6 separate regions of the Sus scrofa genome follow, and all the other regions are linked to region 2. A link is a contact called in public HiChIP or PLAC-seq and promoter capture Hi-C data. All regions are on one chromosome and are shown on one strand. The core of a region is the stretch at or near the end of the contact, and the rest is flanking DNA. Distances in the headings are between cores, read along the strand shown.

Region 1 (4,083 bases), core at 890-3,389, 310 kb after region 2:
TAGGTTCACCAAACTTGGGATAAAATATTCATAGTTTAGAATCCATTGCAATGTACAAACCAAACCATCATACAAATACACACACTCCCATCATAATCAGGCACACACATTCACCGTCACTCATCCACTTCTTCCCGCAACAGTTAAGAAGAAAGATGTTCCTTACCACAGTCTCAGTATTATTCACAATCATCCAACATTATAACAATTTATAACTAATCTTGCTGGACGGAGAGATTCCAGCCAACTGTGACTAAATTTTTGTAGAGGCAAGTGATTTTAACACTTGTGCTGGTTTGGCAGGACATGAAAGGTAAGATAGATACCAAATGCTGCATCTGACCAACTGACGTTTAAGTGAAAAAAAAAAAAACTGCTGCAAAAGGAAAGCAGCTGTGAGTGGTATGAAAAGGCAGTTTGTTCTCCCAGCTCTCTTTCATCCACTACAGGGGAAGGAATACTTCTCCAAGTCATAAGGGGAACATTCTGCATATGGCAAAAAAAAAAAAAAAAAGTTAACTGAGATTTTGACCAAACTGGTCAGAATTAAAGAAAGAATGTGGACCACAAGCTCAACACTGATCTGATCTCTCACAATTCGACTCTTCACAAAAAAAAAAGCACCTGTTCATGCTGGTGGGAAAGGGACTGCAGGAATTTTGCCTTAATCTTGCCTAAGGAAACCCCTCCTCACGAGTGCTCTGGACACCTGGGCCTCTCTGCCCCTTGTGCTTGCTCAACAATAAAACTGTGTGCACCAAGAATTATGTGCACTTATGTCTCAAGGTTTCAACAGAACCAGCCAATTTACAGTCCACTTATCCTCAGGGTTTCAACAGAACCTGCCAATTCACAGTCAATGAAATCGCCTTTACAAATGTCTAAGTCATATAACCAGTTTAACTAGTCAGAGGTTTTCTGATCCTTTATCTCAACAATATGATCGACTTATGGACAATCTGTGATTATTATTAACACCATCAATAGCCAAATATTAGAACCTGAGACTCTCTAGGTGATGCCATTGGCTTTTTAATGTAGGCCTCCATACCTCAGCATACCAGTCCAGAACTATTCTTTTTTTAGGTTTCCTCAGGGGAAGATTTATCTCTCTTTTCTTCAAAAACTTATTTCATTACCTTCTAAACCTCATGGGAGTAAACGCTGATTACCTGACATTTCGACTGTGACACCTCATCTTGTATAGATGGCTTATATAAAAGCTTTTGGAAATTTGGCACACAGCTATTCGATTACCCCTCAGTCTCTTGAATCTTTGTGCCAACAGGAGCTGGAACATTGTAGGTGGAGACAAAGCAGCAGCATATGCAGAATTTATGACTCCCCAGTTAAAGGAGAAGAGGAAAAGTGAGACAGCCTAGCCCTGCTACTTTCCCCATGCCTCATTCACCAGCCTCACACCTGGACCCCACTCAGCAGTGACAAAGGCATTTATCACTTTCAGCCTGAGGTGCAATCTCCAAAACAACTAGTCTGCTTAGAGTTCTTAAAAGTTTACAGAAAAATATGTTCCTGGGCCGCAGCAGTGTAGCCCCAAGATAGGATTACAAGAATGTACCCAGGTCAAGCGTCCTCCACCTCACCCTAGGCGACTCATACACAGACCTCCACCTTCTCCCACTCCCACTATTGATAGCCACACAAAGGCGGGGTCACAGGCACACGGATCTCCTCCACGAACTCAGAATCGACCTCAGTCAAACACACACAGGGACATCCAATCACGTGCATGGTCACATGAACTGATACAGTCGGATCCACACAAACTCACGCCGACAGAGGCAGCCGCTCACAATACAAACCACTCTCACCTGCAGCCACAAACACATCAAACACTCACACCCTCCGCTTCTCAGGGCCCAGCCAAACCCTCACCTTCCGTGGCCGCCTCCAGTTCCCTTTCCCGCCTCCCCAAGGCGGCTTTTCCCTCCAGCACGGGTCCAGTCCAGGGAGGCTGCTGGGCCCGGGTCGGGGCCGGTGGGTGGAGCGCTCTGTACCCGCAAGCTCTGCAGACCTTGGGGGCGCGTTGGAAAGCCGGCCTCCGAGGGGCGGGGCGCGCGGCCAAGCAGGCCTGGGCCACCGCCCTCTCTCGCGAATCTTTCGCGCAGCTGGCCTGAGCCCCGCGCTTCCGGGTTTGGAGGGGCGGGGCCACGTCGCGAGGAAGGGGCGGAGCTGCGTGTCTCCGGCGGTCACCATGGCCACGGGCGGGTTGGACCGCAGGGCTGCACTCCGAGAGCTCTCCGTACATCCTGTCTGATGCGGTCTCCGCACTCGCTCAGGCTGTGGCGGCGGGCGCGGGTAAGAGGTCCGAGGAAATTCTGGGTCAGTTCTAGGTCACCTATGTGATGTGATCACCGAAGGAGAGGTTGTGGGAGTGGAAGAAAGGGGCACTTGACCCTCGGGACCTGCCTTTGCCTGCAGTTCACGCCCTCTTGGAGGAAACGGATGCTGGACGTTTTCTCTCCGCCGTATAAAGCTTTGAGGGAACCCCTTTGGGTTTCAGTCCTTGATGAACAGGGCTTTATATACCCTCTTTTCTTGGCAAGGTTTTTTTTCCTTTGCACAGCCACCGACGGCCTTCATAATCCTCCACTGTAACGTTCCCGCCTCCCTTCCCAGGCTTGTGCTGACGTTCTGGGGATTTCCGGGAACAGCTCCCACTGAACCTCCAACTCCCTCATCGTTTTCCCTTAAAGAAAATAAGAGAATATTAATATATTTGTAAACATTATTCTCAAGTAAGATGTTGCAGAGGTCACGACTCTCTTTTTCAATAGCATATTTTCAGCTGTGATAAGGTAGAATAACATGTTAAATCTCGTTTTAGGAAGTTTTTTAGTGATCCTGCCACAAAGTCTGTTGAAAATGCTTCTTCCTAATCTGTATTAGGGAAAACTTGTACTCTAATAAAAGCCTTTCCCTTTACCCAGGCAATTGTTTTGGGAATTAAGGTCAAGAGAGGATCCGAGTAAACTATCTTAAACTATGACCTCTGCCCTCCTGCTCAGGAGCTTTGGATTCCAGTCTAGAACCTGGACGAATCTCAAACGCATTTCTCAAGAACACAATATATCCATCACCCCCCAGCCAAAATCACCTTTCAGTAATAGAGAGATCTTTTATTATAAGCACCACATAGGAACTATACAGGGAATGTGTTTTCACGGAAGAATTTTAACCTCGGACTTTTTCCCAAAAACTTAGGTAATGAATGGGATAACTGGCAAATCACTGGTTGTATATAAAACCCATTATGGGTACCCATTACATTGTTTATCTTCTCCCACAGTGGTCTGGGAGCTGTAATTTTTTTTTTAATTAAAATTTTTCTTTTTAGGGCCAAGCCAGCAGTATATGGAAGTTCCTAGGTTAAGGATCAAACTGCAGCTGCAGCTGCAGGCCTACTCCACAACCATGGCAACACTGGATCTGAGCCCCTCCTGTGACCTATGCTGCAGCTTAGGGTTAAGCTGTGGATCCTTAGCACATGTGACCTATGCTGCAGCTTAGGGTCAAGCTGTGGATCCTTAACACAGTGAGCAAGGCCAGGGATCGAACCCACATCCTCATGGATGCTAGTCAGATTCTTAACCAGCCTAGCCACAACAAGAACTTCTGGGAAATTTAATTTAGAGCAAAGGGAACAGAGTGCTTTAACTAATGCCTTAGCTATTATAATCTGGCTAATAATAAATACTAAATGTGTACTGAATGAATTGATGTGCAAATAAAGAAATCAATCCACATGTATTCCTAAATCTGTACTCCTTAGATCCCATACTCCCAGACCTCGCTTGACTATCAGCCCTAATGAGACTTGAACTATGGATATGTGTAAATGGATTAGAAGTCCTTATTCTGTTAATTTGGTAATATTTTTTAACTTGACTCTTGATAATGGAAAACCATGCAGACTATTGCCTTTGGAATGGATAAGCAGTGAGATCCTGCTGTATAGCACAGGGGACTATATCTAGTCACTTATGATGGAGCATGATAATGTGAGAAAAAAGAATGTATACATGTATGTGTGACTAGGTCACCTTGCTGTACAGTAGAAAA
Region 2 (3,952 bases), core at 185-2,684:
ATGTATAAGCAGCAGCTGGGGTTAAAAATTGTAGAGAATTGGAACATTAGGAAACAATTTCTCACTGAAGATTTAGGGACAGAAACATGGGACATGCTTGAGGCATAAATGCAGGACAAGGGCTACTTTGGAGGAAAAGAGGAAAGGTAGAGAGAGGGAAACTGAATAATGAATTCTGCCTAGTTTGGGCAGGGGAGAAGTACATGTGAAGTAAGCATATGTGAAGCAAGCTGTTTCAGAAAGATGTGCAGTCTTTCTCTCCAATTAATAAGGGAGGGCTGGGTAGGGTTTTGAGGAAACATGAAAGGTCCAGTGAGCAAAGTATGGGGACTGATTTGAAAGCACTGGAGGTACTGGGAAAGAGGTATAGGGAAAAACGCAGGGTGGGCTGAATTCTGTAACCTAATATTCTAGCGATGCGGATCGGTTAAGATGAGAAGAGTATAAGAAAAAGTGAGAAAAAGTAGTTAAAAGGTAGGAGTGTTTAGAAGAGTGTTGGGTGGAAGACATCATTAGGGAACAGGATGGAGAACATGAGTCAAACCCAAAGTGTTTGAGAAATAAAAAGAATGAGATTGGGAGACAGGGGGCATGGGCCCAAATGGGAAAAGGGTGTGGAGGGAGGGCTGGAGGGAAAAGAGGAAGCTGCAGTGAGGGGCCAAGGGGAGGACTAGGCATCACTGTAAAGACTGCGAGGCCTGGGGAGGTGGGGGCCGGGGAGGGGGGTGACAGGTGGGGGGGCTGGGTCCAGTTGAGAACTGAAGGACGGAGCTTTGGGGGGGTGATAAAAGAGGCGTCTGGTTGGAAGGTGCAGTTTGAATTAGGGAAGGGGATTCAGAGGGAAGGGTGAAGTGACTTAAAAGGGGAAGGAAGATTTGGGGAGATGGGAAACAATCTGGGGAATTAGGAATGAGAGAAAAAGCACGGTTCGGTGGGGCAGAAAGGAAATAGGGACTGGATTGGAAGACTGGGTCCCGGTTTGTGGGGGCTTTTACGGGAGGAGGAAGCCCGGATGAGGGGGATGGGCCGGGCTGGAGGGAGGGGGGCTAAAGGACGGAAGGAGGCCCAGCTGCGAGGCTGGGGCTCAGACTGGGGTGGCTGAAGTAGGGAAGGGACTCAGTGGGGGCTTGATGGTGCCCTCTGGAGGAGGGCCGGGGACCCGCTGGGTGGTGGGGAGAGGAGGCCCTCTGGAGCAGACGAGGGGAGGATGGGGGCGGGGAGCCTGGGCCGGGCCGTTACCTGTCCTGGGTGTTTATCATCCTCGGCGGCTCTGCTCAGGGTGGGAGGAGGCGGCGCAGGGAGTGGGTAGGTGGATGAGTGGGTGGGTGTGGGGTCACGCGCGCGCGCGCGGGGCCGATCTGTGCGGGCTAAGTCCCTGTCAGGCCGCGGGCCCAGAGCCCTCCTCCTTGCCTCAGCGAGCGCCTGCCTCCAACTGACCCTCCCCGGCCGCCGCCGACGCTGCAGCAACCGCCCCGCCCCCAAGTGCCTCATCTACATAGCCCCACCCCAGCGCCGCGCGGTGTCCTGGGAAACTGGGGCCCACAACAAAGGGCAAAGCACCGCCCCGCCTCTGCGCAGGCGCGTCAAGCCGGTAGCGGAGTCAGGGCAGCGCCAGGGCCTTAGGGGAAGCAGCGTGTAGAAGGGATCGTGCCCCAGGCGGTGTCGTGGTGGAGATGGCTGGGCGAGCCGTAGGATGTTTCATTTCAAGTAGAATTTATTGGGCATTGGCTTCACCCTTGTTTGCGTGGGGTTTAGCAGGGCTGTGACACTTATAGGCCCTGGGAAGCTATTAAACAAAACAAAATCGTTAATCTAAGATTAATACACATATATTAGTGTCATTCTAGGCTAAGGCCAAGCCCTGAGATCTCCATTACCTCCGCTCACAGTGCAGATCAATAACTTAAACTGTCAGCTAAGATCAGCAATATCTTCACCTTAAAAACATATCTCAGGCCAAGGGTTAAGGCCTTACACGGGCTGGTGGTCATCTAATGCCAAGTGGCTGTGGATCAGGATCATAGTCACCTGACAGTAGTGGTGGAAGGCACCAACACTGCCATGTTTACAAGCACTTCATATCACAGTCATGCAAGATTACTAATCGACAGTCACTATCCCTGCTGGTCCTTATCACAGATCAGTGCCAACAGGTCACAATCACTGGTATGCAGACCCCTCAGATCACAGTCACTGCAGGCTGCAATCACAGGCACTTCAACAAAATCAGCTTTTGACTCTGTTCACAGTCAACTCACAAGAGAGGTCACGTTATCTCAGATCATAATGGGTTACTGTCACCTCAAACGCCATTCATTCATTTAGTCAACAAGTAATTTTTGAGCAGCTACTTACTATGTGCTTCAGGCATGTGGTAGAGTCCAGGAATACTCAGTGATCAACTAGGCAAAGTTCCTGCCTTGGATGTCACAATCTGATCCGAGGGAGGGACACAGAGAGGCCATCATACTATGAGGTAAGTGCTCAATCTGAGGGAGGCCACAGAGAAAGCAACTAGGGAATTAAGGATGGCTTCAAAGAAAGGGTGGTCACAATCATTCCAGATCAAAGGTCACTCTGACTCCAGCTGAAAACAGCCCCATGTCACAAAAGTGCCACATAGAGCCGTCTCAGGACCTCTACTTGACAAACAATGTGCTTTTGGTTTTTGGATGATGATAAATCAGGGATGGAAGATGGGTTGGAGCTGCCAAACTAAGTCAAAAATTGAAGTGGTAAATGATACCAGAACTGCCCAGATTATCACTAGACATAAAAGCAAGACTAGTCCCATGCTCTGGCTCATTTTAGATCATCTATGTTGTCCCCAAGGGACTGTCCCTACCTGATTTTCCCATTTCAAGCCAGGTGTGTTCTTACATTAGCCCACAGCAGAACTAAACAATTACATCTAGCCCTGACCGATCCCGTCTAATTGTCCCAGAGACCTGGGCAATCTTCCTGTTCCCCAAGGAAGATGGGGTGGCTCACTTCTGCCAGCCCATCCCTGGATGAGTGACCCATGGCCTGAAGGACAGTTTTTGAACAGCCAGCAGATGCTAAATCACTGTGTCAATAAAAGCCACATTTACTGAGCATCATGCTGAAGCATGAATTTGTACAACAGTTCCCCCACGTCCATTTTACAGATGAAAAGAATTAAAACTCAGGGAGACTATGCCAACGAATATTTTCGAGGGCCTATATATACCAGCCAAGTTAATTTATTTGTTTTAATTCAAAGCCAGTAAGTGGTAGAGTTAGAATTTGTACCTGGGGTATTGCCTGATCCTGTGCTCTGTCTGTATTCACATGGTGTAGTGACAAGGTGTCTGCCACAACTTACTACTTGAAGGAGTGACCACCTTGATGGGTGCCTGGCCAGCCAGTGAAAAATTCACAAAAATGGGAAGCCACCTTTCTCTAATCTGTGCTGTCCAATAGGATAGCCACTAGTCATGAGCAGCGATTTAAACTTAATTCAAATGAAATGAAGTTTACAACTCAGTTCCTCAGTCCCATTAGCCACGCTTCATGTGCTTAACAGCCAAATGGGGATAGTGCTTACAGTACTGCACAGAGCAGATTTCCCATCAACACAGTAAGTTTCAGAGAGTTCTGTATCCCATCACTCCCTTAAGCCTATCTACCTCAGTCACCACTACAGGTTCTAGTTCCCTCTCATCCATTATCTCCTCCATCCTTGTCTTCACACTGGCTCCCAGCCACACCCTGCCCCGTACCCTCTGCAACCTGAGATCAGCAATTCATTCTTCCATATCAGCTTTTAAGATGCTGCCTTTACCTCCTTCCCTTACCTGAAACCCGGTTCCCCTTCTAAGGATACTGCTTTTTTAACAGCCCTCTTAGATGAATGCTATTTTCTTCTGCTTCTTCTTCTAGGGCTGCACTTGCAGCATATGGAAGTTCCCACGCTAGGAGTCGAATCAGA
Region 3 (4,029 bases), core at 655-3,154, 350 kb after region 2:
TATTTTAAGAGAAAATACTAAAGAAAGAATTAGAGCTCAATTTATTGCACTTTAGATACCAGGTGCATTATAAAGACTGAGCTCTCTTCACTGTTATTTCCCCACAAATAAAACTTACTAGGGAAATTTAAGAATAAGAGCCTCACTCAAAAGTCGGCCAAATGAAGCCACCACTCCAACATCATATTCTCCAGATCCCACATCTGGCCACTCATACACTGGAAGCTGAGACTGGACAGCAAATTGCTTCACTGGCAGTCCTTTCGGTGATGGGGAGGGCACTGTGACCACCTCCAACTTTTCAATTAACTCCTCCTCCTTGTTTTCCCTAAATTGGAAAGAGCAAAAAAAAAAGTGACAGTGTTAAGACCAAAATGTAAAGCTAAACTACTCCACACATTTCTAAGGCATTTTTAAGATTAAATTCACAAAGCACTTAAGGGAAAATGATTAATACTAGTGCAACTGAGAGATGAGGTTTTACTTTTTATTTAATTTTAATTGTTTTAAAGAGCCACAAGTGGCTACTGGCTACTGTTACAGTTCTAGAAATTTCCTATTCATACTAAAACTTATACAGTACAGACATTTTACACAATTGGGATATAATATATACTGCTCCACATTTAACTTTTCTCAACACCATGTATACTATTATGTGAGTCTTTTTTTAAAAAATGGGTTAAATATACATTTGCTTGTATATCCATCAAACACTTCTAGAATAAGAAGCTGAAAACAGTGGGTATCTTTGAAGAGAGGAACTGGGAGACAGAGATGGAAGGGACTGACTTTTCATCGTATCCTTTGAATTTTTTACTATAATTACATGTTATTTGAATAGATACTTAAAATCTGTGTCTATATAGATACACACATGTCATGGACATCATCCTATGACACTACATGTAGCACCACCTCATTTTTTTACCTGCTGTATAGTATTCCAATGCCCAGAGCTGTTCAGTTATTTAGAAGGTATTGCATCATGTTGAGGAGTTATGAGAAAAGGAGTAGACAGGAGGGCCCAAAAGAGAAAGTGCAGGAGTACTGGCACTACCAAGTAAAGCATCAGGATACGTGCAGGGAGAGATGGAGGAAGCAATAAGGGGAATGCAGCACGTGGAGAGTGCGCTATGGAGGGTGTGCGGAGGAAACATGTGTGAAGACAGTGTTATAGAAGGTGTTACATGTGTGGAGGGAGAATACCAGCGGAATCATGAAAGAGTCATTATGAGGGTCTGCTGTGAAGTATCTGCAGGGAAGACTTGAATGGAGTTGTCAGAAATGAGTGTGAGGGTGCATCAGGAAAAAACAAGAGTGAGGAAATAAAAAATGTAGGATAGTTTCCTTAAGCGCAAAACGGCCTGGAAGGTGGTGGGACTGGACAGAGGGTGCCTGTAAAGGGGCCAGCACCAGCCAGGCGCTGCGGAGAGAGTAGGGAGTGTAGACCCGACAGGGCCAGCCTGGCACTCACAGGCTGACCCCGCGCACCTTCCGGGGACGCCAAGATCTGGGCCCACACTCCTCTCGCGCTGCGAGAGGGCCAGGATTTAATCTCTGGCCCTGACCAGGAGTCGAAACCCTCGAGGCCAGCCGGAGGGGCTCCAGAGCCATGTCCTCAGCAACCCGGACCTCCCAACCCCCGGCCCCGGTACCTGGCGGCGTGCAGCGCCCGCAGCGTTTCCCGGGCGAACTCGTCAGTGCCAAAGAAAAGCACCCGCCAGGGCGGCTTCTCGCGGACCCGGACGCCCCATCCGTCCTCCCCGCCAGGGGACCCACTTAGCCCGGCCAGCGCTGGCCACTGCGGGATCTTCCTTCGGCCTGCGCAGCCACCGACAGGCAGGGTCCCCCAGCAGCGCCGCATAAACACTCTCATCGCCTCTGCCTGCGGCCTACACTACGCAGGCGCATAGGAGTGCGAGGAGGGCACCCGGCGGGTGGGGCGGAGCCTGGGAGGAAACCCGATGGGCGAGGTCTTTCAGCTACTTGGGGCGGGGCCTGCCTGATCAGCGGCTTGGCTCATCTGTGTTTAACAGTTGATGTTTACCTGTTCAAGCGTCCCCGTGACTTCCGCTGCATTGGTTTGCACGATTTCACTAATCTCCCCCAAATAATTTTTATTCTTATGGCCGCTCCCCACGGCGCATGTAAGTTTCAGGGCCAGAGATTAAATCCTGGCCACACCTGCGACCTTTGCCGCAGCTGTAGCAATGCCCTTTAAACCCACTGCACCAGGCCGGAGATCAAACCCGCACCTCTGCAGCAACCCTAGCAGCTGCAGTCGGATTGATTCCTAACCCAAATTCACCTGTGTGTTGAATAAAAAAGAGGAAGGAGTCCCTGGTGGCTCACTGGGTTAAGGATGCTATGCATTGTCACTGCTGTGGTTCTGAGGGTTTGATCCCTGGCTCAGGAACTTCGGCATGCTGCAGGTGTGACAAACAAACAACCACCACAAACAAAACCAAAGAGGAGTGGGGGTGGGACTGCATTTCCGGTGATTTTATTTTGCTAATCTGATCATATATGAGAAGGGGAGCAGGATGGGATCCCAACCTTCTACCAAGTAAATTCTCTTCCAGTACTCTCTTTTAGGGTAAGTGGAATATGATTCTAATATTTTTTATTCTAATATCTTTAAAATTGTCTTTCTCCATATAATATGTCTTACAAATACAAGCCAAATAGTCATTTGGGTTATTATCTTAGAATCTGGCTGCTGTCTAAAGTGTGACTCTTGGAGTTCCCGTCTTGGCTCAGCAGAAATGAATCCGACTAGCATCCATGAGGACCCAGGTTCAATCCCTGGCCTCGCTCAGTGGTTTAAGGATCCAACATTGCCGGGAGCTGTGGTGTAGGTTGCAGATAAGGCTAGGATCTGGCGTTGCTGTGGCTGTGGCGTAGGCCGGCGGCTACATCTCTGATTTGACCCCTAGCCTGGGAACCTTTGTATGCCACAGGTGTGGTCCTAAAAAGACACACCCAAAAAGGGTGACTCTTCATGTTTGTGTTTATGTAATTCCTCTGCTTATGTTAGAAAGCCTGCATTATGCGCAATTTTCAGCAGCCCAAATTCTCTACAGGTAGCCCCGCCCAACAGAGCTGCCTTGAGCTGTTCATAGCGCCCTCTGCCAAACACAGCGCTGGCTCAGTGTGAGGGGCCAATACCAACCCCTTCCTCCAGGGAGCTGCCTTCTACCATTGACATATAATTTTCTAGCGGGTGGACTCTTTTTAGAAAACTACTTTTTAAAAAACTGAACATAGGGAGTTCCCATTGTGGCTCAGTGGTTAACGAATCCGACTAGGAACCATGAGGTTGCAGGTTCGATCCCTGCCCTTGCTCAGTGGGTTAAGGATCCGGTGTTGCCGTGAACTGTGGTGTAGGTTGCAGATATGGCTCGGATCCCACGTTGCTGTGGCTGTGGCAGAGGCGGGCGGCTATAGCTCTGATTAGACCCCTAGCCTGGGAACCTCCATATGCCGCGGGAGCAGCCCAAAGAAATGGCAAAAAGACAAAAGTAAATAACTGAACGTGGAAAAAAATCTGTTTAATAAATTAACTGAACATGGTATTATTGTACAGCTGACTTTTTCCCAGGATGCTAAAAAGGAGATTTTTCTGAATTTCTTGGTGGTAAATTTGGAATGGGGGGGGTAAGTCCATTTCCTAGCCCAAACAAATCCATGGCTGGAGCTACTATAAAGCACACAGAGAAGATGAGGCCATCAGCTCCTAATGGCAAGAAGTTTTAGGTAATAAGACATCCGTGAGTTCTCTGGTGGCCTAGTGGTTAAGGATTTGGTGCTGTCACTGCTGTGGATTGGGTTAGATCCCTGGCCCTAGATGCAGATCTAGGTTAAATACAGATGATCTGCATGCCCTCAGCAAGGCCAAAAAAAAAAAAAAAAAAAATTCAGAAAGCACATTCAAGGGAAGGGAACTGGGCTATAAAAGAATCCTGATAGTGCTAATTTGGCTGGTGCTCCAGTTTCCAGAAATTTCTCTCCCCTGATGAATGGAGT
Region 4 (4,139 bases), core at 1,242-3,741, 390 kb after region 2:
CCCGCCAGGGGATTCAAGATATTAGATCTGGATTGTGAAGCCAAAGTGAGAGGGTTCCAGAGCCTACCATTTCTCATCATGAATCAATTCTCTCAAGTGTTAACAATCAACCTTTAGATTAGAGGTCAATTTGCCAAATGAGAATCATCTTGCAGGGTCATTACAAAATGGGTGCTGAGCCAAGCTTCATAATGAGTAAGCCAGCCTATGGAGTCCTATACAGGGTTTCTCGTTACCACCCACTTGGGAACTCTCACCTACCTTCAGATTCCTCATTTAAATTTTGTGTGACCAACATAAACGTGCATCATTAGTGAAGAGTTTAACAGAGGTGACACTAAGGACTCTTTCTAAAGGTATATTTATGGTTCAACTTTTTGGGAAACTTGCCTCAGGATTCCATCACTGCCAACATCTTGAGTAAATGTGAACCTAGAAGAGCTCTTTTCAATTTATTGGGTTTGTCCAAGACCAGACTGTTTCTTAGGATTTTGTGGCTTGGGGTGAAAATACTTTCATGATCTGCTCCAACAACAACAAAAACAAACAAAAACAAAATACACACACAACCATAAACCAAGAAATCCACTGGGCCTCTGAGATCCCCAGAGACCCCACAGGAGCCTCAACTCCTGCTAAACTAATACCATGATTGCTCTTCAAAATAACCTGGGGGAGTTCTCCCTCATTGCTTTCAGAGAACACAATCCCTTGTGTTCTGAAAGCTTCCCACTCCCCCCTCCATTTGACTCTACCTTCAACTTTCAAGACCATTTGACTCTACCTTCAACTTTCAAGACTATCTCAAATCCCACATTGTACCCAGGTCAATTCAAAGAAAGGAGTCCAGGCTGATACGAATTGTGCATTTAGAAAGCTTGAGAGCATACAGCCTGGTGAGCCTACGGGGGGGGGTTGGGGTGGATCCTAAGAGCAAAAGAAGTCAGGGAGGGTTGCCAGCTGGAGAATGAGAGTTTATGTTTCCAACTGTTCGCCCTGGCTGGAGTATAGAGATTAGACTGGAGAAATAAGGAGGACTGAGAAGACAGGAGGAAGGATACAACAGCTGAGCCCTGAACAACTCAGGGGTTAGGGCACAAATCCTCACGCAGCCGAAAATCAGATTATAACTTTATAACTGACCATCGGTGGAATCAACCAACTGCAGATCCTGTACTACTGCACTAGGTATTTACTGGGGAAAAACCCACCCATCAATTCAAATTTGTGTTGTTCAAGGGTCAGCTGTGGTTACATTGTACCAGAAGGTAAGGACAGGTGCTGAGCCTGGAAAGTTTGAGAGTTTTGAAGGAGGGCCATCAGAGCTCCTATTCAACAGCGTGAAGCAAGAGATGGGTCATTTCTTGAGAGAGTTGGGGCAGTGGAAAAGATCTGCAGAGTCTGAGATACTTTGAAAACTGGCCAGAATTCATTAGGAGTGGGGTATGGGTCCGTCCCACCAGCATCCCTCAGCAGTTTGAAGGCCTGAGATTTGATTTAAGCAGGATCATGGAACAAAAGAACAATGATTAACTAGCAATACTATTTACATCCTAATTCAGAAAGTTCACTAGATGCCAAGCACACACTAGGCATTTCTGTATCTCACATTAACCTCCAAAGGCAGCCTTTCCAGAATATTATCATCACTTTACAGTTGAAAAACCTGTGGCTCAGAGAGATTAAGGAACCCGAGCAGAGTCACTGAGGCAGAAAGAGCCCTGTGTCCTAGGATATCTGGCTTCAGTGCCCCATTAGTCACCCGCCTTCAAGAAAAATGAAGGACACTTTATAGTGTCCTTCATTTTAACTTTTCAGGAAGAGATTAAAGACAAAGCTAGCAGTTTACAAACACGAAAGAGCCTGGGGGCCGCCAAAATAAATTAACGAGCAAACCTAAATGCTTAAATTTAACTCTACAAGCAAAAAGTTACATTTCCAGTTTTCTAAGTTAATAGTGTCACTGTAATGATAATTCCCACTTTTTGTTTGCAGTGTCAAATCGATTTTAAACATTACTGAGATTTTCTCAAACATTACTGAGATTTTCTTCGATTGCTTGACCGCTTCGCTATCTAGGCAAACACTAAGCTTCCCCTCCCCACACCCCAGCCCCCGTTCCCGGCCCTGGGTTGGGGAAAAGTGTCCTAGAAACGCTTACAGTGATTTTTGCCTCTTCTCTCTTCGAAACGTCTTGAGGAGCAAATAACTTTAGTGCATAAAAAAGCGCTAAAGAAGCCTGCGCGCTTGCTCCAAGATAACGCACGGAAAGCTGTGCTCAAACAAGCCTGAGATCCAGCCTCCCTTACTCACAGGGGAGGTGCCGCGCAGAACCGGAAATGTTAAGACCACGTGTGGAAAGGCAAAAGTGCCTGGAGACAACATGGCAACACGGAAGTTGCGGGCCTTGGGCCCCAGCCAGCGGCCCGCTACGGTGGCCCGCGGGGGCCATAACAGGGTTAGGACCGTGATTCGCTTCTGGCTCCCGGTGGAGCGGAGGAGGCTTCTACCCAGAGACTAGAACAACCCTGATGGGCGGGGGCGAAATATCGAGGACCGCAAGAAGAGGGCGCCCCAGCTGGGCGGTCTGAGGAGGAGAGAAAAACAATACCATTCACTGCATGCATTCATTCACTATAAGCACCGACAAATTTCAATTTGTTCTTGGAAGTGACTGTTTCCACGATGCTGTAAGTAAAGTTCTGCTTCCGGAAGGAGGTTGGACTAAACTGTCTGCCCAACAGATAATTAGCAAACGCTTACTGAGTGCAAGCTGTGCTGAGTGCCCTGGAAGGATGCCAGCATGGCATCTTACCTACATTCTGGTAGTGACATGTACGGGCCAGGGACCAGACACAGGGGGCAGGGGCAAGTTCAGTACGGGCTGTGGGTAGATGAGGAGCAAACCACTCTAGGAAAGAGGTTGACTGCTTTGTTTTTATTACTGGGGGTAGAAACTGCAGGAGGCAGGCAGAGGGTCTTGTCTGCAGTTGCCCTGGAGCTGTCGTCCCTTCTCTCACTTCCATTTCATGTGGTCTTCACTGGTGTTAGGAGAGTTTGTCCTTCCTTTGGGCAAAGAACGGTAAAGATTGGAGTTCCCGTAGTGGCGCAGTGGTTAACGAATCCGACTAGGAATTCGTTGCGGGTTGCGGGTTCTGTCCCTGCCCTTGCTCAGTGGGTTAACGATCCGGTGTTGCCTTGAGCTGTGGTGTAGGTTGCAGACGCGGCTCGGATCCCGCGTTGCTGTGGCTCTGGCGTAGGGTGGCGGCTACAGCTCCGATTCAACCCCTAGCCTGGGAACCTCCATAAGCTGTGGGAGCGGCCCAGAGAAATAGCAAAAAGACAAAAAACAAAACAAAACAAAACCAAAAAAAAAAAAACAGTAAAGATTTCTGCCTTCTGGCTTCAGTGTGGGTCATAGACATTTCAAGTGCTTCACAGAAATGAAAATACCTGGAGAACTGTTTGAAACCAAAAAACACACAAAATAATCATAATAATATACATTCCACTGTGTGAGAGATTGCATCAAACATTGTCTGACACCTTGCAGTGTGTTTTAACTGCCTCCCAATAGGCTATTCAGCTCCTCTTTTAAGCCAGCTGCTTCTGAGTAACGGGGCTTTTATCGGTCACTACTGTCCTGATAAAGCTGTGTAACAAAATGTTCCAAAACTCAGAGGCAACACAACAATCATTTATTCTCACTGGTCTATCTAGGAGTCAGCTGATCTGGACCAAGTTCAGGTGGGTTTAGTTCCAAGATGTAGACTGGATCCAGGTCACACTTCTATCACCTTCCTTGGACCAGTAAACTCTTCTCCTGATAATGGCAGGGGCAAGAAAACACACTCAACTGTACAAGCACATTTTTAAAAAATTTTTTTCCTTTAAATTTTTAAAAAATTTTTAATTATTATTTTTATTTTTATATAAATGCAATAAATTCATTGAGTAATAAAATTAAAAAATAAAAAATAAATTTAAAAAATACAAGCACACTTTAAACCTTCGCTTTTGTCAGCTTAAAAACTATGGATGACTTACAAGTTGAAAGTTGTTTTACTGGGGACAAAATGAAGACTACAGCCCAGGAGGCAGCATTTCAGATAACTTTGAAATTCTGCTCCAAAGAAGTA
Region 5 (4,454 bases), core at 939-3,438, 330 kb before region 2:
ATTTTCAAGAATACATATGTTTCTTTATATTCCAGAATATAAAAACTTACTTTCTCTTTGCTTTTCCCAATCCACTGCTTCCTGCTTCTTCAGGAATCCTATTCTCTTTTTCTGAATCTTTAGCAGACAGCCTGAAGAATTCTCCAATTCCTTTTTGCCACTTGGGAGTTGGGCGCACACAAACTGGATTCCCTCCTGCATACTTGTTTTCGGCTATAAAATATAAATGGATGGGACTCAATAAAAATCTCCATTCCTTAAAGGGAAACAATTCTTTATTATCAAATCTAAAGGGTATTAGGAGTTCCTTTGTGGCTCAGTGGGTTAAGGATCCAATGTTGTCACTGCTGTGGCTCAGGTTGAAGCTGTGCTGCTGCTTATATCCTTGGCCCAGAAACTTCCACATGCCCTGGATAAGTCCAAAATAAATAAATAAATAAATCCAAGTGTATTAAATGGTAGCAGTGCATCCATCTTAAATTGAATTTTATCTTGTAAATTATTTTTTTTCTTTGTTTTTTAGGGCTGCATCCATGGCATATGGAAGTTCCCAGGCTAAGAGTCATATCGAAGATGTAGCCTCCCGCTTTCGCCACAGCCTTAGCAACGTGGAATGAGAACCACGTCTTGGACCTACACCACAGCTCACAGCAACACTGGATCCTTAAGGCCAGGGATCCAACATGCATCCTCACAGATGCTAGTCAGATTCATTTCCGGTGAACGACAGCAGGAACTCTTTAAACTGAATTTTAAAATGTGCCACGATGGAGTTCCCATTGTGGCTCAGTGGTTAGCAAATCCGACTAGGAACCATGAAGTTGGGTTCGATCCGTGGCCTTGCTCAGTGGGTTAAGGATCCGGCATTGCCATGAGCTGTGGTGTAGGTCAAAGTCGCAGCTTGGAACCAGCGTGGCTGTGGCATAGGCTCCGATTAAACCCCTAGCCTGGGAACCTCCACATGCAGTGGGTGCGGCCCTAGAAAAGAGCAAAAAAAAAAAAAAAAGGAAGACAAAAATGTGACATGATAAAGCTATATTCAGGCAATAATACTTTATAATGTTTATCTTTTAGCCTAAAAAATAGAATTAACAAGATATTTATAAAATATAAATATTCTTCAGGAGTTCCCGTTGTGGCAGAAACGAAAAATGTTTAAGATGACATTGCGACAATGTGATTAGCACTGTCAACTATCATCCTAATTCTTTTTTTTCTTTTTTGACCTCCCGGATATGTGGAATTTCCAGGCCGAGGATTGGAGCCGCAGTTGGCGAGATCTTTAACCCAGAGAAGGATGGAACATGCGTCTGGGCGCTGAGAGCTAGGATCCCTGTTGTGCCACAGGGGGAACTCCTCATCCCAATATTTAATCTAGGAAGGGAGTGCTTAAATAGTCTCTTTCAAGGAAAAACCCAGCTGCCAATATTAAGAAAAATAAAAACGCTAAAGTAGAGGGGGGGAAAAAAGGTTGGAAGAGAAACTGTGTCTGTCCCCAACCCAAGGCTTCAGATTCTTTACCATTCGACCCAACTCTACCTCAGTCTGCCGAGAGACCAAGGCCCCCCTCGTTGTATCAAAGGGCAAGTTAGAAATTCGGGCCTGAGGCTCTCTGGAAAACAAATTCCACAGTGGGTTAGGAGGCTCGCAGGTCAGAACTGTGATGCCTGGCCTGATCCCCTTTTGAGAGGGTTCCTCCCAGGAGCTTGCAGGGGCGCTTTTTACCTTTCCTTGACGAAAGCGACGTGGAATTAGCAGAGGTGGAGGAACCCAACACCTTCCTGGGGGCTCGAGAAGCCACCACTGTGGAGAGAGGCAAAGGAGGGCATTCAGAAGAGAGCAGGCATAGTCTCCGACTGGAAGGAAGAGCCCCGCGATCCAGAACAGCAGACAACTGTCCCCTGTCGGAACCGCTTCTTCCTCCTGGTTAAAGGGGCCGGGCCGCTGCTTCCCCGCCGGCCGGACGAGTTTGCGGACGGGTCTGTGGGGAGCCCCGGCCTCTCCTGCTCGCCGAGAGCTGCCCTCCCTCCACCACCGTACTCAAATGCCTCACCTTTTCTGTAGGTGCCAGGGACACTGTCTGCTTTAGTCCGCACCATATTCGAAAACGAGATGAGAGCAACCAACCGTCTCTCCTGCCGAGGGTGCTTCACGGGACAAGGCCCCAAAAACGAATCTCCCGCCACAGTTTATATTGGTCTCTTTCCCGCGCGCTCCACGGACAACCCCGGGCCGCCTCTCCATTGGTTCCGCGCCTTTCACGCGCAACCAATCGCCAGCGTCCAGTGGTGACTGTGGTAGAGCTGGGCGCAGTGCTGACCCGTCTATCAATTTGCAGAAGCTTGTGATTCGTATCCGCTCGGAATGGGTGGTGCCAGGGCGCTTTGCTGAGGTGCCCCAGGTGTGGGTGCTAAGATTCTGAATTCTCTTCTAAGTGCCTGCTTAGAAAAGAAAATACCAGAAAGACAGCGAATTACAACATTTCTTCAAAAGATAACCACAGGATTAAATCCGTAATGATCGATTTCTGGACGTGACACCTGAAATGAGGCGGACTTTTTATTAACTCTGGCATGAACTTTCTTTACAGCATCCATAACTAAAACAATTATATGGAATGGGGATAAAAGAAGCTAATACAATTTATTTACGGGGATTTGATTTAAAAAAAAAAAAAACCTTTTTAGGAGGCTGTGAAACTGAAGGAAAAAACTTGGTGAATTGTGTATACATACATAAAAAGAAACATTATTTATAATAATAAAATGTTTTCCCGAGACCTGTCACGGTTTCAGAATACCTTAAATGTATGTCCGCGGCACACAGTGAACATTACTTTAGAATAAGAGCTAATAACTATTTTCTGTCCCAATGCTTATCCTAATTATTCACGATACCCCTGGGGAGTGATTTTTCACTCTGAATACCATGCACATAACCTGATCAAAGCCTTAGGATGCATTTTGTTAAATGTATACTTTAAAGGAAACCCTAAAAGTGTAAGCAGGTCGTTGGTTCTCGTCAATAAATTATGGCTGAAATTTCAGAAAAGTCTACTCAGTACTTTAACAGAATCAACAGCTACTGCGTGTTTCTGAAATACAGAATCTAGATGATATTAACATTATAACAGGAGGAAAGGTATTTCAAATTCCCTGTAGCTCTGGCCAAATCTAAAGAGTCTAAGATTACAGCCAAAGTCCTATCAGAAAAATCAACAAGCCCTAGAGTATCCCTAGTTGTTCTTTGTCATCAAGCTCCTCTCAATACACAATGCTTTCACAATACACCTTATTTCCTTTTCAGTTAATTGGTTTCTACAAAGGGCTGAGTTACCTAATTCCCAAATCCCATAGAGATCAGAGCTTCATAGAGAATCTGCTGGTCTTTTCCCTTAGTACATATGCCAAGTAAATTGCTACAAAAAATTGCAAACATATCTTTGCACATAGGGGCAGTCTACATGGTACTATAGCCATATTTATGTTTGTCTTTTTAATTACAATTATGATAAAGAAGGACACATAATAGAGTAAAAATTTAGGAAAAAGGTAGTGATGCATAGTAAAATTTTTTTTTTTTTTTTTTTGAGGGCCGCACCTGCGGCCTATGGAAGTTCCTAGGCTAGAGGTCCAATTGAAGTGTAGGTGGTGGCCTACACCACAACCATATCGATGCCAGATCCGAGCAGCATCACCCACACCACTGCTCATGGCAACAACACCAGGTCCTTAATCCACTGAGCAAGGCCAGGGATCTAACCTTCTTCCTCAAGGTTAGTAGTCTATTTGGTTACCGCTGAGCCACAAGGGGGACTCTGTCTAGTAAAAATCATTTTCTTTTTTTGTTTTTTCAGGGCTGCACTGTTCAGCATATGGAAGTTCCCAGGCTAGGAGTCAAATTGGAGCTCTATCTGCGGGCCTACGCCACAGCCACGCTGGAAGAGCGGTGTCTGTGACCTACACCACAGCTTACAGCAACCCCGGATCCTTAACCCCCTGAATGAGGACAGGGATAGAACCTGCAACCTCATGGTTCCTAGTCAGATTTGTTTCTGCTAGGAACGCCATGAAGGGAACTCCCCATGAGTTTTCTGTGGAAAGTTTTATTTGTGCCATATACTAGATTCTAGATTTGTGATATCATATATTTGTCTTTCTCTTCTGACTTACTTCACTTAGTATGAGAGTCTTTAGTTCCATCCATATTGCTGCAAATGGCATTATTTTGTTCTTTTTATGGCTGAGTAGTATTCCACTGTGTGTATATACCACATCTTCTTAATCCATTCATCTGTCAATGGACATTTAAGCTGTTTCCATGTCTTGGCTATTGTGAATAGTGCTTCAGTGAATAAGCAGGTGCATGTGCAGGAAAGCTTTGTCTGGATATATGCCCGAGTGAGATTGCTGGGTCATTTGGTAGTTCTATATTTAGTTTTCTGAGGTACCTCC
Region 6 (3,953 bases), core at 1,023-3,522, 260 kb before region 2:
TTTCCATCATTGCAAAAGTTCTATCAGACAGGGCTTGTTTGGAGTTGGAATGAGCACACTTTTTCTCTAAAGGGACAGAGAGCAAATATTTTAAGCTTTTCAGGCCATACAGTACGTATTGCAACTACTCAACTCTGCTGTTGCAGTGCAAGCAAAATGAATCCATAGATAATGTGTAAATGAATGAACATGGCTATTAGCCAATAAAACTTTATTTTGGGGCACTTAAATTTGAATTTCACATAATGTTCACATCACAAAATAGTCTTCTTTTGGTTATTTTTCAGCCATCCAAAAATGTAAAAACCATTTTTAGTTCATGGGATATACCAAAACAGGCATTGCACCTGATTTGACCCGTGGGCCCTATTTTCCCAAACCCTAGCCTAGAGGAACAGGAAGTCAGGTTCTTTTACTGTATAGGATGTCAATTGCTTGAAGATTTTTAGTGGTTCTTCTAGGCTTGAGAAATTTCTCTCTAAAAATTAGAGTTCAGGAGTTTTCATTGTGACATAGTGGAAATGAATCCATGAGGATTTGGGTTCAATCCCTGGCCTCCCTCAGTGGGTTGGGGATCTGGGTTGCTGTGAGGTGTGGTGTAGGTCGCAGATGTGGCTCTGATCCCATGTTGCTGTGGCTGTGGCACAGGCCAGTGGCTACAGCTCTGATCTGACCCATAGCCTGGGAACTTCCACATGTTGCGGGTGCAGCCCTGAAAAGCAAAAATAAATAAGAGTTCGCTGTAGGAATGTTTCTTTTGTTCCCTATTTTTGTAGTCCAGTCTCCTACAATGGTAGAGTCATGCTCTTTAGTAGGAAATGACTACTTAAATGGTAACCCTTAATTAAGTCATATCTAAGCCTAAAACACTAAGCCCTTCTCTTTCTCTACCTGAAAGTAGCTGAATCCTCACTTGTAATATCATCAGTGTAGATTAGAGGTTTGCTGTCACCTGGCATCAGTTTTGTTTTTGTACTGTCCTAGAACAAGCTGAATATGGGTGGGCCAAGGGGAGATTATTTTTCATAGATCAGACAGGCCTAGCGTTCATCTTTAGCCATCACCCCCTGGTGTGCACACACGTGCACACATACACACACACACACACACAGCTTTTGCATGTGTATGTGGAGATGGAGAGTGAAAGGATTTTATGACCCAGTAACATACTATTTTGAGTGGCACTGTTGAAGGATGCCTCAGGATAGTGGAAAAAGGAAAGATGAAAACTGCAGAGCTAAGGTGGTCAAGGACACAGGAAGGATATAATTTAGGCTAAGACTTGAGAATTAAGATAAATTTGTTTGCTATAGAAGGGGGTGGATGATTTAGGAGGTGAAGAGTATGATATGTTTCATAAGTGAGAGGTGGGTGGGAGTGTTCACTTAAATAAGGACTGAATGCCTACTAGATAGTGTGCTGAGCAATCAGATGAATGGCAGATAAGGAAAGAAAAAGTTACAATCATAAATAGAATGGTGGGTTGGAAAAGAACAATAGGACTTTTAGGTGATATAAATCAACAGGATTTGGTGATATGGGGTGATGAGGTGAAGAGGGGTATAGGATGAGAAATGGGTGCTTGAACAAGAAAACTAGTGATAATCCTAAAAAAAAAAAATTGGAAGACAAAGGATAAAAAATTAGGGGATTGATACTTTGCTGAAACAACGGATAAAATGGATGAAACCACCATGAGCTGTGTTTGCCCTTCTGTTCTTTGTAGATGTTCACATTCACACCCCTTATGGCTCTTTCTCTCCCCACGGTTGGACACTTACAGAATTGGTGTCTTCTGTATTTAAGGTGCGATACTTCCCCAGAGACCTCTCTGCGAGGAAGTCTGGCCACCGAGAGTTCTTTCCACGAGGAGAGAGCGTTAGGTTCGAGCTCTCCCATCCAGGCTTCTTCGAGTTTATCTCTGTTTTAACCGACCGGCCGGGTTTTCCAGCATTCCCAGAGCTACGCGTCTCTAATCCTGGCTCCGAGTCTCTAATCCGGGCTCCGTGTGACCGCGCGTTCCGAGACCCAGGATTTGGCTCCGCCATCCAGGTTCCGGGTTTCCCCTGCGCTCTACCGCTCCAGACTCCACACCAGCCCGGAATCCGGATCCGAGGGCCCGATAATCCAGTGTCCGGGTCTTCCGGGCGGCCCTGGTTGTCCCGGATCGCGGCGGCGGCGGCGGTGGCGGCGGCTGAGGGACCCGCGGCCCCGGAACAGCGGCACCGGCGGGCGGGGCGGAGCGGCGCGAGGAGGGGGCGGAGAGCCGGCCGAGGCGGGGTGGGGAGGGGGGAGGGGCCGCGGGAACGGATGGCGGCCTGGGCCCCGTAGCAGCGGCGGCTCTACGGCCCGGGGCCCGGGCGGGCGGAGGTGGCGGCTCCCGGGACCGGTCGCGCGGTGAGTCCCGAGCTTTGTGTGGAGCTGGGGCTGGGGGAGGAGTGAGGCGGCGGCGCTGAGGGGGCCGGGGGCAGCGGCGCCTGACGGAGGAAGTGGGGGTTGGGGGCCGGGGCGGAGCGAGGAGAAGGTGTGTATGGCGGGGTGGGGGGGGGTCGTTGCGTGGGTGGGGGAGGGGGGAGTCGAGGGGATTGGGGTGAAGTTCAAAGCGTGGCCAGGCCGGTTCACGCTGAGGGTAGGGGTACCCGAGAGGGATTAGAGTCTGGCCAGGTTGTAAGGACAGGCCAGAGAGTTTTAGAGGCCAGTCTGGTATCTTGCGGGGGGCCCAGGGTGACTGGAGCTAGTCAGGGAGTTAGGGGGGTTCAGGGCGAAGGGCTGGGAGCAGGACGTGTGCGTGGCCCAGGAGGGGGGAGCAAGGTGGCTGGGGGCGTGCAGTAAGTAGCTTGTGGGTGTGTGCTCCTTGTAGTCTTCAGGTCACATTTACTCCTGTCCTTTTCTTCAAGATGGAGGGATCCCTAGGCCTGGCCCTTAAACTACTATCCTTGTACCCTCGGGAGGGTTTGTGACCCTGTCCTGTTTGGAAAACCCATGCTGCCCTCTTTTCCCTTTATGTGTAATTACGGTTGGATCATCTCTGTGCTTTGCTCAGATTCTCCTTCCTCCCTCTGGGGTTGAGGAGGAGGAGACACATCTGACCAATTAATGTGTGTTTGTGAAACAGGCAGCAGCAAACAGTCATTTCAGCTTCTAGGAATTAGGCTCACACAGGGTGGAGAGATCATAGCCCTTCAGGGGGAATATTTCTGAACAAATCACAGATGATTAAATTCTCTAAGAAACAGCTTCCTACCTAAATGAGAGTGGGAAAGATGGGGGAGAAAGCCTGTCTGTTTCCAGCCATGTGTCCAGAGCCCCAGGGGTTGAGGAGAGTCCCCAATCCCCCACAGGCCTCTCTTTTCTGTATTAGGCTTTGCTCTGCAGCCTTGAGTTAATTTCACCCCTGCTGCTTTGTCTTGGGGGAGGGAGTGCTGGTTTAGGCTGTTGTGAGGAGATGACTGTTCTGCTGCCACACACAATAGTCATGTCATTTTATCGGGAGTGCTACCCCAGGGCTGAGAACTGCTGCTGCAGAGATAAACCCGTCCCTCTCACCCGCCTATTGTGTACACAGTGAAGGTCATAGGTTCAAGTCTTGTCTGAGAGCTTTGGATATGCTCCATCTCCCAGGCTCCTCAGTGCCATTTTCTTCCTTTTCCAGACTGGGGCTTGCCATTGGAGGAGGCCAGACAGAAAGGCTCTTCTTTTTGAGTGAGGAACAATGCACAGCTCATTGGCACACATTTTTCAGAAGAATAGGGAATGCCAGCCATGTTGTGCCTGCCTCTTTGGCTGGCCTGTACTAAGTTGTGCAGGAATAGTGGCTAGGGGACTCACCCCTCGTGTTTGTGTCAGACCTTTAAAGAAGACTCCAAGGGGAGGGTTTTACTCTTGTTTGAGCCAGCATGTTTAATTCTTTTTATAGAAATGGGACACTCATGTTTTTGTTTTGATTTTTGTTT

The links. Promoter capture Hi-C pulls out the DNA fragments that hold promoters and counts their contacts. HiChIP or PLAC-seq counts read pairs in DNA pulled down with a chosen protein or histone mark.
Region 1: a promoter capture Hi-C map of fetal liver shows a contact between it and region 2, with 2.6 times the contacts expected there. The contact joins the promoter of SPG21 here to the promoter of OAZ2 in region 2. A contact is called at or near these places in 1 of 5 promoter capture datasets (fetal liver), 5 of 47 Hi-C or Micro-C datasets (embryonic fibroblasts, heart right ventricle, liver and 2 more) and 2 of 2 datasets of contacts at active chromatin or transcription factors (alveolar macrophages and skeletal muscle).
Region 3: a contact with region 2 is called in a promoter capture Hi-C map of liver, with 6 times the contacts expected there. The contact joins the promoter of MTFMT here to the promoter of OAZ2 in region 2. A contact is called at or near these places in 2 of 5 promoter capture datasets (fetal liver and liver) and 2 of 2 datasets of contacts at active chromatin or transcription factors (alveolar macrophages and skeletal muscle).
Region 4: a contact with region 2 is called in a promoter capture Hi-C map of fetal liver, with 2.9 times the contacts expected there. The contact joins the promoter of NARS here to the promoter of OAZ2 in region 2. A contact is called at or near these places in 2 of 5 promoter capture datasets (fetal liver and liver), 3 of 47 Hi-C or Micro-C datasets (heart right ventricle, liver and skeletal muscle) and 2 of 2 datasets of contacts at active chromatin or transcription factors (alveolar macrophages and skeletal muscle).
Region 5: an H3K27ac HiChIP or PLAC-seq map of skeletal muscle shows a contact between it and region 2. The contact joins the promoter of PCLAF here to the promoter of OAZ2 in region 2. A contact is called at or near these places in 3 of 5 promoter capture datasets (fetal liver, liver and skeletal muscle) and 2 of 2 datasets of contacts at active chromatin or transcription factors (alveolar macrophages and skeletal muscle).
Region 6: a promoter capture Hi-C map of liver shows a contact between it and region 2, with 4 times the contacts expected there. The contact joins the promoter of ZNF609 here to the promoter of OAZ2 in region 2. A contact is called at or near these places in 1 of 5 promoter capture datasets (liver), 1 of 47 Hi-C or Micro-C datasets (liver) and 2 of 2 datasets of contacts at active chromatin or transcription factors (alveolar macrophages and skeletal muscle).

Annotation. Positions count from the first base shown.
Region 1 is chr1:107,009,880-107,013,962 of Sscrofa11.1, reverse strand. It overlaps SPG21 (spastic paraplegia 21 (autosomal recessive, Mast syndrome)), which reads right to left and starts at 2,139. Exons shown (of 9, transcript NM_001244929.1): 1 at 1,897-2,139.
Region 2 is chr1:107,322,707-107,326,658 of Sscrofa11.1, reverse strand. It overlaps OAZ2 (ornithine decarboxylase antizyme 2), which reads right to left and starts at 1,434. Exons shown (of 5, transcript NM_001301326.1): 1 at 1,240-1,434. The coding sequence starts at 1,259.
Region 3 is chr1:106,968,513-106,972,541 of Sscrofa11.1, reverse strand. It overlaps MTFMT (mitochondrial methionyl-tRNA formyltransferase), which reads right to left and starts at 1,904. Exons shown (of 9, transcript NM_001244826.1): 1 at 1,659-1,904; 2 at 119-328. The coding sequence starts at 1,879.
Region 4 is chr1:106,931,457-106,935,595 of Sscrofa11.1, reverse strand. NARS (asparagine--tRNA ligase, cytoplasmic) reads left to right here and starts at 2,491. Exons shown (of 16, transcript XM_003121455.6): 1 at 2,491-2,690.
Region 5 is chr1:107,657,243-107,661,696 of Sscrofa11.1, reverse strand. PCLAF (PCNA-associated factor) reads right to left here and starts at 2,188. Exons shown (of 4, transcript NM_001244997.1): 1 at 2,054-2,188; 2 at 1,726-1,803; 3 at 51-213. The coding sequence starts at 2,099.
Region 6 is chr1:107,581,666-107,585,618 of Sscrofa11.1, reverse strand. It overlaps ZNF609 (zinc finger protein 609), which reads left to right and starts at 2,272. Exons shown (of 9, transcript XR_002344510.1): 1 at 2,272-2,397.